2 separate regions of the Zea mays genome follow, and region 1 is linked to region 2. Evidence: chromatin contacts called from public Hi-C data. All regions are on one chromosome and are shown on one strand. The core of a region is the stretch at or near the end of the contact, and the rest is flanking DNA. Distances in the headings are between cores, read along the strand shown.

The links. Hi-C and Micro-C count contacts between places; a contact is called where the count stands out from the background.
Region 1: a contact with region 2 is called in a Hi-C map of leaf, with 4 times the contacts expected there. The contact joins the promoter of LOC100381336 here to the promoter of LOC100193614 in region 2. A contact is called at or near these places in 4 of 25 Hi-C or Micro-C datasets (leaf and tassel) and 1 of 3 datasets of contacts at active chromatin or transcription factors (leaf).

What each region holds. Positions count from the first base shown.
Region 1 is chr10:136,953,300-136,957,816 of Zm-B73-REFERENCE-NAM-5.0, forward strand. LOC100381336 (ELMO domain-containing protein 2) reads right to left here and starts at 1,757. Exons shown (of 9, transcript NM_001174204.2): 1 at 1,414-1,757; 2 at 1,195-1,304; 3 at 459-527. The coding sequence starts at 1,498. LOC100276746 reads right to left here. Exons shown (of 5, transcript NM_001150462.2): 5 at 3,631-4,260. The coding sequence ends at 3,825.
Region 2 is chr10:136,650,066-136,654,332 of Zm-B73-REFERENCE-NAM-5.0, forward strand. LOC100193614 (glutamic dehydrogenase2) reads left to right here and starts at 2,070. Exons shown (of 9, transcript NM_001138715.1): 1 at 2,070-2,799; 2 at 2,891-3,004; 3 at 4,042-4,263. The coding sequence starts at 2,692.

The DNA.
Region 1 (4,517 bases), core at 507-3,006, 300 kb after region 2:
TAGATAGAACTCAGGAGGAGGAGATGGAAGCACATGCTCTAGATTCCCATATGAAGCTGAAATTATTTCAGATATTTTAATTTCTTAGGGCTCAGTAGCACCAGATCATATTATTACTGACAATGGTAAGAATTCATAAGCAAAGCGTATGACTGTTGTACATTTGTACCAATTGGCTAATTAATTTGAGGAGTTATACCCTCCTTTAAAAATAATAGGTTGTGCTCTGTTAAAATGATGGATTGAAATATGCAAGTGCCCTCTCCCTGAACCCAAGCATGTACATGCAACGGTACTGTTAAGTATACCGACACATGTTATAGCACACCAGAGTCATCTTGAATTTGAAAAATCCAAAGTTCATCACAGCACAACAGTAACAAAGAACAAATGTGCATTTCAAGTATGATGTTGCATGCTAATGTTAACAAGGTGGTGATATCAGCTAACGCTAGTACCTGATGCTCCAGATTTGAACCATCATACTGCACCTCTATCCGGTTCTGCAACCTATTCAAGCACTCTTCCTGGAACAGAGAATAAACCATAAATGTTCATGTAGGAACTTTCATTGCCCCCATGAATTTTAATAAATAATGGAGGCAATGGCACACAATGTTAATCGCAGAAACATACCCAGTGTCATAACCACTAATGCTACAATGACATGACACTACACTGCTTCATGTTTCCATTATCGCAAAATAAGTAATGAAAATTTCTCTATACGTTTACATCCAAATTGCTCTTTATACGATTTAATATCTCAATTTCTTTTCTCAGAAATCAATCCACAAGGAACAAAGGAAATGTCTCTAACCCCTGCGTCGACATATAGGCTACTAAATTGTGAAACAAAACGAGAACAAGAATTTTTCATCGTCCTATGAATTAGACAACACACAAATTGACACAGTTTTCCTGCTGAAGTGGTGAATCACAATACTAAACATGCATTAGGCTTAAGACAGTACAGCTTCCACAATCGCTTCTATCACGTACGCTCAAAACAGTTTTCCTGTACGTTGCCATGACAATATTGCCAGTTCACATTTAAAACTTTCAGGGGAGGTTTCATCATTCATATTTCAGAATGATCACATGCCACAGGGTTATATCTCGGTTGCTATTTGCTAACGCCCTGTGTCGAAGACATATAAGCAACAAAGGACGGAACGAGAGCGAGCTTTCCACCTGAATGGGACTCAAATCGAAGGACAGGCGCACGTCGCTCTCCCTCCTCTGCGCGCAGACGCATGAAAGCCCCTTACCGAGCCACGCAGTGGACACGCCCACGACCTCAGCTGCGGGCGCACGAGAAAGGGAGGAGAAAAAAAACCATAACCGCCGTGAGCCTCTGCACGCACGAAGGCAAACAGCGTAACCAACCAAACGACGGCGCCGCGCACGTACCCGGGGAAGAGTGGTGACGATGGTGGTGGATGGCGCCACCGGAGAGGCGACGCACGGCGAGGAACGAGCCGGCGTTCTGTTCCATGCCGAACGAACGCGCTCGCGCCCTGCACAGCGCTACGCCTCCTAGGCCTCGGCCTCCCCCCCTCCCCGTGTCTCTCTCCTCCTCCGCGTCTAAGCGCCGCAATCAACGCGGGAACCCATGGCTGGTTGGGGCGGAGGGAGGCCGCAGCTCTCCAATCCTGGCGTGCGCGAGATCCCACGGGCGGATCGACCACGAGGGCTGTCCCCACGAAGGGACGCCCCCGCCCTGTTTTAGCTTTGTTCGTTTGGCTGGCAACTTGGCGCTTCTCTAGTTTGGCCTGGCTTCCGTCCCCGCGAATTATTGCAGTTGCGTTGCGTCGGTGTCAGTTTGAGAAGCCGAGGACGTTTTTGGCGTAGAAAGCAACGTTCCCTTCCTAGGCAGTGCCAGTCTCCCAGAGCCTTTCAAGCAAGGTGGATGCTGAAAGATGGGCCGTGGGCGTATCAGATGAATGTCTTTAGTTCAGGTTGCTATGCCGTGTTTAACCCTAAGACAGGACAGGAGCGAGATCTGAATTTCACTGATGAATATGATGTTAAGAGACAAATCAGTTTATCAAAGACGAATAGAATATGTCAAAGACAGATCAAGGCCATCAACCTTTTCACCAAATGGGCGAATATCCAGATCAGATGTATGTTGGGTTGATGTACAACTTTATCAGTTATGTTATCTTTCACACTACGTACAGTAAAAAGGTCTTATTCGACCCTCTTTTATATAGGGCTAGTTTGAAAACTCAAATCCCGTTCGGGATTGAAGGGGATTCGAGAGGAAATTAGTTCATTTCCACCTCAATCTCCTCCAATCCCGAAGAGGATTCGGAGTTCCCAAAGTAGCCTATAGCGTACATTAAAAGGGCATAGACGAGTACACGAACCGATATGTATCGATACGACGATACCTTCTCATCCCTGCATGTATATCTGGTCTGATCCTACACAGTTAGTGAGGAAAAGCACCACTGCCACCGCTACACCCGACTTACACCGACCGTCGGGGCCTCCTCTATATATGGCATCCTCCTCTAACCTCGAAAGTGATATAAGCATGATGACTATGGCATAAGAGAGCACATATTTAAGATGACCAATTTTGCAAATAAACGTATGTCCTTCTATATGGGATTGAAGAAAGCTTTGTTGTCCACTTAATATTAGTCTCACTATCTAAAGAGTTTGAGACTTTTGTAGTGAATTACAACATGAGTCCTCAAAAGTGGTCAATTAAGAAGCTTATTATACCCAACAAGAGGACATATTTAAGGCTATGAAGGGTGACAATGTAAATCTCATTAAGCAATCACTCTAGAAGAAGCAATACCCTAAGAACCCTTTTGACTCACTTCAAGAATTAGGGCTACCCCAATCAAGAGAATTATTAGGGTAAGAAATTCATGTTTCACCAAACAAGAACATGTTCAAATGGGGAAAGGCCATTCACAAAGTCACATAACAAGGAAGCAAGTTTTAGTGAAGAAAGATCATTTTCTGCATCCCATCCTAGAGAGATGGATGATGACACATGCAGATGTTATCGCCTAGAACAAAAGGGCATCATATGAAGGACCTGTTCTAAAGTGGCTAAACAAGAATAGTATGGATAAAGTTATATTTATAGATAAACCTTTGTGTTTAGATTTTGCCAACTAATACTTAGTAGATTGATTATAGTGTGGTTGTTCATGTCACCAATACTATGTAGAGATTCCATACAGAGATCATTCAAAGAGGAGAAAAAAAATATTAGAATTGCTAACGAGCTTGAAGTTAACATTGAAGCCATTACACACGTTGCATTAGAATTAGATGGTAGTTTCATTATCTAATTGAGTGATGTTCTATTTGCGCCTTCCATGAGAAGGAATTTGATTTTAGTATCATGTTTAGATGATAAGAATATTCATTATCATTTTGGGATTAGAAAGTGCATTATTAAGTTCGGCAAGATTGATGTCAGTCTTGCCATCAGACAAGACAAGCTCTATTTACTTTCCCATTGTGATCATATGAATGAGACGTATACCTCTTCTTTAAATGTATGTGATGTGAGAGTTAAACATAAGAAAAATGAGAATGTTAAACATAAGCGAAATGAGAGTGAATCGTCGTTGAAATTGTGGCGTATGAGAATGGATTTTAAGCTCATTTTTCTTATCGTTCAAACCAGAACATTCACATTCTACATAGGCAACAAAAGTTACAGCTTAGCTATGAAGTACATCGACCCTGTCAAACGGGAAGGTTTGGTGTATTAGATACTGATCCTAGGCCGCTATTTAGAAACAAAGATTAATTTAAGCAGAAAATCAAAAATAAACTTTGGGTTATTATGGAACTGATTGATACCACCTGCGCTTTACTTCAGTTTTCGACCGAACCTCCCTGAGCCTCCCATCGGTTCCATAGTCTCTCTCCATCACCAGGTTGATACCTTCTTCGGAGTACCACCCAACTCCGATACAGAGTATGCCGTCTTCGCTGATGTCAACATAGGCAGTGACGCCACCAGGTAACCAAAGCACGGTGACATCCTGCACGTCGAGCATCTCCTCCTCCCCAAAGAAAACTGAACTCTCTGGCAGGTTTCTCTTCTTCACCGTCTCCATGCACAAGTAGACCAATGGAGAACCGCCCTCTAGTTCTTGCACTTTATCACTGAAAATTGGCGTTGCACTGACTTCGTATACTTTCCAGGAGCCTGTCAGTTCTGACGGTTTGGTCCGGCTTCTTTGAGAGAATGGTTTAAGGTCAACAAGTGTATCACTGCATAGGAGATAAACATTAGAAAACTTGTGGAGACCTAGGCGTTTTTTATACACCCAGACCACATAAAAACAAATTCTGTTTTTTTTAATAATCATGATCATTCATGTCTCTCCCATTGAGAAATTCTGGATTTATTAAATCAAATGGCTCCTCTGCTCATATTTGCTCTTCCAATTTGTTTTTTTTTGTTAGGGTCCACAGACTTGTTCGGTTGCGTCTGGATCGAAGGGGATTAAATCCCTCCCTAGTCAAAA
Region 2 (4,267 bases), core at 820-3,319:
AAGAAAATTTACAAGTTCCTTGAGTAGTGTACCACCTTTATTTTTGTGCTAGCTTCGCCTCTGCCCACAGGCAGGTCGAGTTTTCGGTGAGTTGGACTGAAAGAACAACCCCCTTTCATCATTTCAGATGTTGAAACTTGGAAGCCAAGAGGGGAAGCAGACAGCAGTGTATTTAATCTCACGCTCTGTTGATTGCGCTTTGAGTCTTGCAGTCCACAAATCTGCCTATCCCTTTGGTGGTCTGGGTACACGTGAGATGTGATTGCTGCAGTCGACCAGCTGGTTCTTAGATACACCCTCTACAGAGAAAGCTACTGTCTGTATGCTAAGCCATGCTACTTGTATATGTAGGCACTAGAAGATGGGGTCAATGGTATAAGTCTCTCTCTATTTGCTCCTCCTTCAGTTTCATCTGGGCCAGCACCTTTCCTCGATTTGCTCGAGGCACGCACAGCTGCTCCTTGCCACCAAAAGGCTGGAGTGTCAGTTGTTCTGTTCAGGCCGTCAGCAATGCAAGACCTGGTGCAAACAAACACAGTCGCCTCTTTCAGCTCACGGATGTTAAGCGTTGGCGTTGCTGCTTGAACAACAGACTAGAAGTACAGAAAAATCCAACCATAACTGGCAGTGGGAAAGTATTCTTTTGCAATTCTTTCAAACTTTACCTTGGCTGTTGACCAACAATCTGTAGCATTTATTTGTTAGCAGCACAGCGCCCTCAGCGTTTCCTTATGGTGGGGAGCTGGGGAATAATGTAGTTTCTAGACAGCCTTTTACTCTTGCATGACTGTACCTGATCTTCGACAGGGCGACATCACTCACTCTCTACCTGCCAAATTTAACACGGGAATTCCCTTGAGATTGGTGGTGTTCCGATTCGGATGGGTCAACCTTGACGCAAAGGCTAGCTGTTGGCTCTTGACGCAAAGGCTAGCTGTTAGTACTAAAAGAATTCTCTTAAAGCCGACGTGTAGGTCGTGTGCGATACGGTGGACCTGATTTGGGTTCGTGCGTGGGCACACACGCCTTGCGATGAACTGGCGAGTAGTGGCGATGACTTGAGTAGAATAGGATTATCCTTCCACCCATTGACACGAGGGCTTGGCTGAGAGAATTCGAGATGAGGATGTGAGCAGCACTAGATGACGCCGACGCGGCGAGGCGGACGCGCTTATCCGAGTCAGCGCGGACGCGGCGGCCGGCCGGTGCGATACGCCGCTCCTGAGTCCTAGCGGGTAGCGGATGTACGGATCTGACCCATCTTTTTTAATGGATACCATCCGTTATGTTATGTGCCAATGGCAAATGGCATGGCGAGACGCCAGTACGCTGTACGCCACCGGCCACCGCCCACCGGGCTCCTCCCATGCCCAAGGGCCAAGCGCAACCGTGAAGCATTTGGGCAGCCGTTTTCCTGGGGAGGCGCCTCCGTGAACGAGGAAGTTGTTGCCTGCCTCAGCCCTCAGATCAGATGCCACTACGGCACAGCGCCGAGTGCGCTCCTTCGCCTTTATGGCGGTCGGCGCCAACGCCAACGATCATCCGGACGTCTGGCAATCAAGATGCCTACGTACCTCAAGCGTCCGCAAGGAGTACGGTTGAAACAGAGCCTGAAAAGACAACGTGGATATGACAGGACGATGCAAAGCTCAGGTTTGGACATTACCTGCCTTGTCAGGGCGATGCTTGGCTGCACGGGCAAAGGCTGCAGAGAATCCAGCGACGCAACGACGACAAGAAATAAAAATAAAAGCACTCACACTTGACGTTTTCAGTTCTGTTCGGTGAGATCACCCGAACGAAAAAGAGCACCAAAAAGTTCGAACACGGCATTCGACACGCACAGACGCACCGGCAGCCAGCCGGTCCGGCCCGGCCCGGCCCAGCCCTGAAATAATATCTTCACTGTCAAACGGGACCCACACGCAAAAGGCGATTTTTTTTTTGGTAAGTGGACGGAAAAGGAGGCAGGAGAGACAAGCCAGCCATGGGATGGGCGGGCGACTCGGCGCGTAGGAGGAAGAACTCTCCCTCGGCGCGGTGGCGGCCTCTCCCACAACTTTTCCTAATTGAATTCGATCTCCCTTCCCTATCCGGCATCAGCGCGCACCACCACTAGCGAATCCCGTTTGGTCATCAAGAAGACGTACGGCTGTCTCCAATCGAAGTTCCAGTCCCACTCCAACATCGGAGAGAGAGCACATGTCAGTCTGACTTGCGAACTCCTTCCCTCTCCTCCTTCCCCCAGGTCAGGAGTCCCAGATCGTGAAGCCAGCTATTTTACTCTACTCCCCCCTCACCACGAGTCGGAATTCAGCCCCGCGCCGCGCGTCGATCTTATCCTCCAGTCTGATTCCAGCTCCGCCCCCGCCTCCACCTCCCCTCTCTCTCGATCCCTCGCTATTAATACATCCCGGCGGTTCACTCCCGATCTCCATCCCTCCCGGCCGGGCCTGCCTCCTCGATCCTCGGACGAAACGCGCCGCCTTCTTTCTTCGTCCCAGCCTCGCCTCCTGCCCTTTTTAGGTCGCCCGGATCTCGCTCTCGTCGTCGTCGTCGCGCGCGCGCGCGCGCTTCTTGTTTCTGTCGGCGCCGCCGCGGTGCTGGGAAGGCGGCTCCTTTTCGCGGCCACAACCCACAACACGTCCTCGTGATCCTAGTACCTTCTTCTTGGAAAAAGTTGCCGCCGCGATGAACGCGCTCGCCGCCACCACCCGCAACTTCCGGCGGGCATCGAAGCTGCTCGGCCTCGACTCCAAGCTCGAGCAGAGCCTGCTCATCCCGTTCCGGGAGATCAAGGTGGGGGTCCCCCCGGCGCCGTGTTGCTTGTGGCGTCTCTCTATTAATCGTTCGTGCTGGTCGAATTGTTTGCTCATGGGTTTCCCCACAGGTGGAATGCACCATCCCCAAAGACGACGGCAGCTTGGCGACGTTCGTGGGGTTCCGCGTGCAGCATGATAACGCCCGCGGGCCGATGAAAGGCGGCATCCGCTATCACAATGAGGTGAGGGATCGATTCTGTTCTGTCTATTGTGTGTGCTCTTCCAGAAATACAAATAATGCAGCAATTGTAAAGCAGGCATGTTTTGGCTGTGGTCACTTTTTCTCTTTAGCAGGGCCACTGTTTGTTTCTTTTCGAGTTGGTAAACTAAACAAGTCCCCTGTGGCTGTCTAAATCATCGCTTGTCATTTTGTAAAGCTCCCCCACTATTTCTCCCTCCTGCCATTGTGATAGAACGGGACATTAAACTTTTTTGCCGGCTCCCTCTCACATTGACCCCTCAGAAAATGAAAAAAAACATTTGCGGCTCACATCACTTTTTATGATGGCAACACGTTACATATCCCATAGAACAGCTCAATCTGTAGTCTTTTTCCCCAGCAGTTGTTGACACTGTAACGTTCTAAGCTTTCTATAAAAGTCAGGTTTACTTCTATAAAAAAAGCAACAACTTAATGTGTAGTAAAATTTTCTTCAACCAATCTTCTAATGGCCTTTTGCGAATGTCCAAAACTTTATACTTCCTTAAAGGCTAATGCTAGTTCAACCTGTGAAAACCTATCCAAAATCTGTACTGGATGTCTTGTTATGATATATCTAATTATCTATTTCCAGATTTTTTTTAACCATCTACAGTCAGCTGAATTTATACCTGCTGCTTGTTTCAACTACCTGTGTATAAGCAACTGTTGTAAATTGTGATCGGTTGTGTTTTTAATAGAAAATCCAGCGTTGCACTTTTGACAAGTTCCTTACTTTTTAAGGAACAATTGGATCTATACCATTAAAAGATCCAAACTTTAGATATATACCATGGACCCCACATGTCATTGACTCATGTGGACCCACATGTAAGTGAGATAGTAATGGTATGGATCCAAAGTGGTGATCTTTTAATGGTATGGATCCAAATTTCCTTTTTTTTGCGTGCTAGGTTTGCAAAATCTCAAAAAAATCAACTAGTTCTTGTTAACTATAATTTTCTTGTATGTTTCAGCAATCTAATAGTTAAAACATAATCTTATTGATTTGTCGGGCAGGTTGATCCAGATGAAGTAAATGCCCTTGCTCAACTCATGACATGGAAGACAGCTGTTGCTGCAGTCCCATATGGTGGAGCAAAGGGAGGGATCGGGTGCTCTCCTGGTGAACTAAGTAGAAGTGAGTTGGAGCGGTTGACACGAGTATTTACCCAGAAAATTCATGATCTTATCGGAACGCATACAGATGTCCCTGCTCCTGACATGGGGACCAATGCACAAGTAG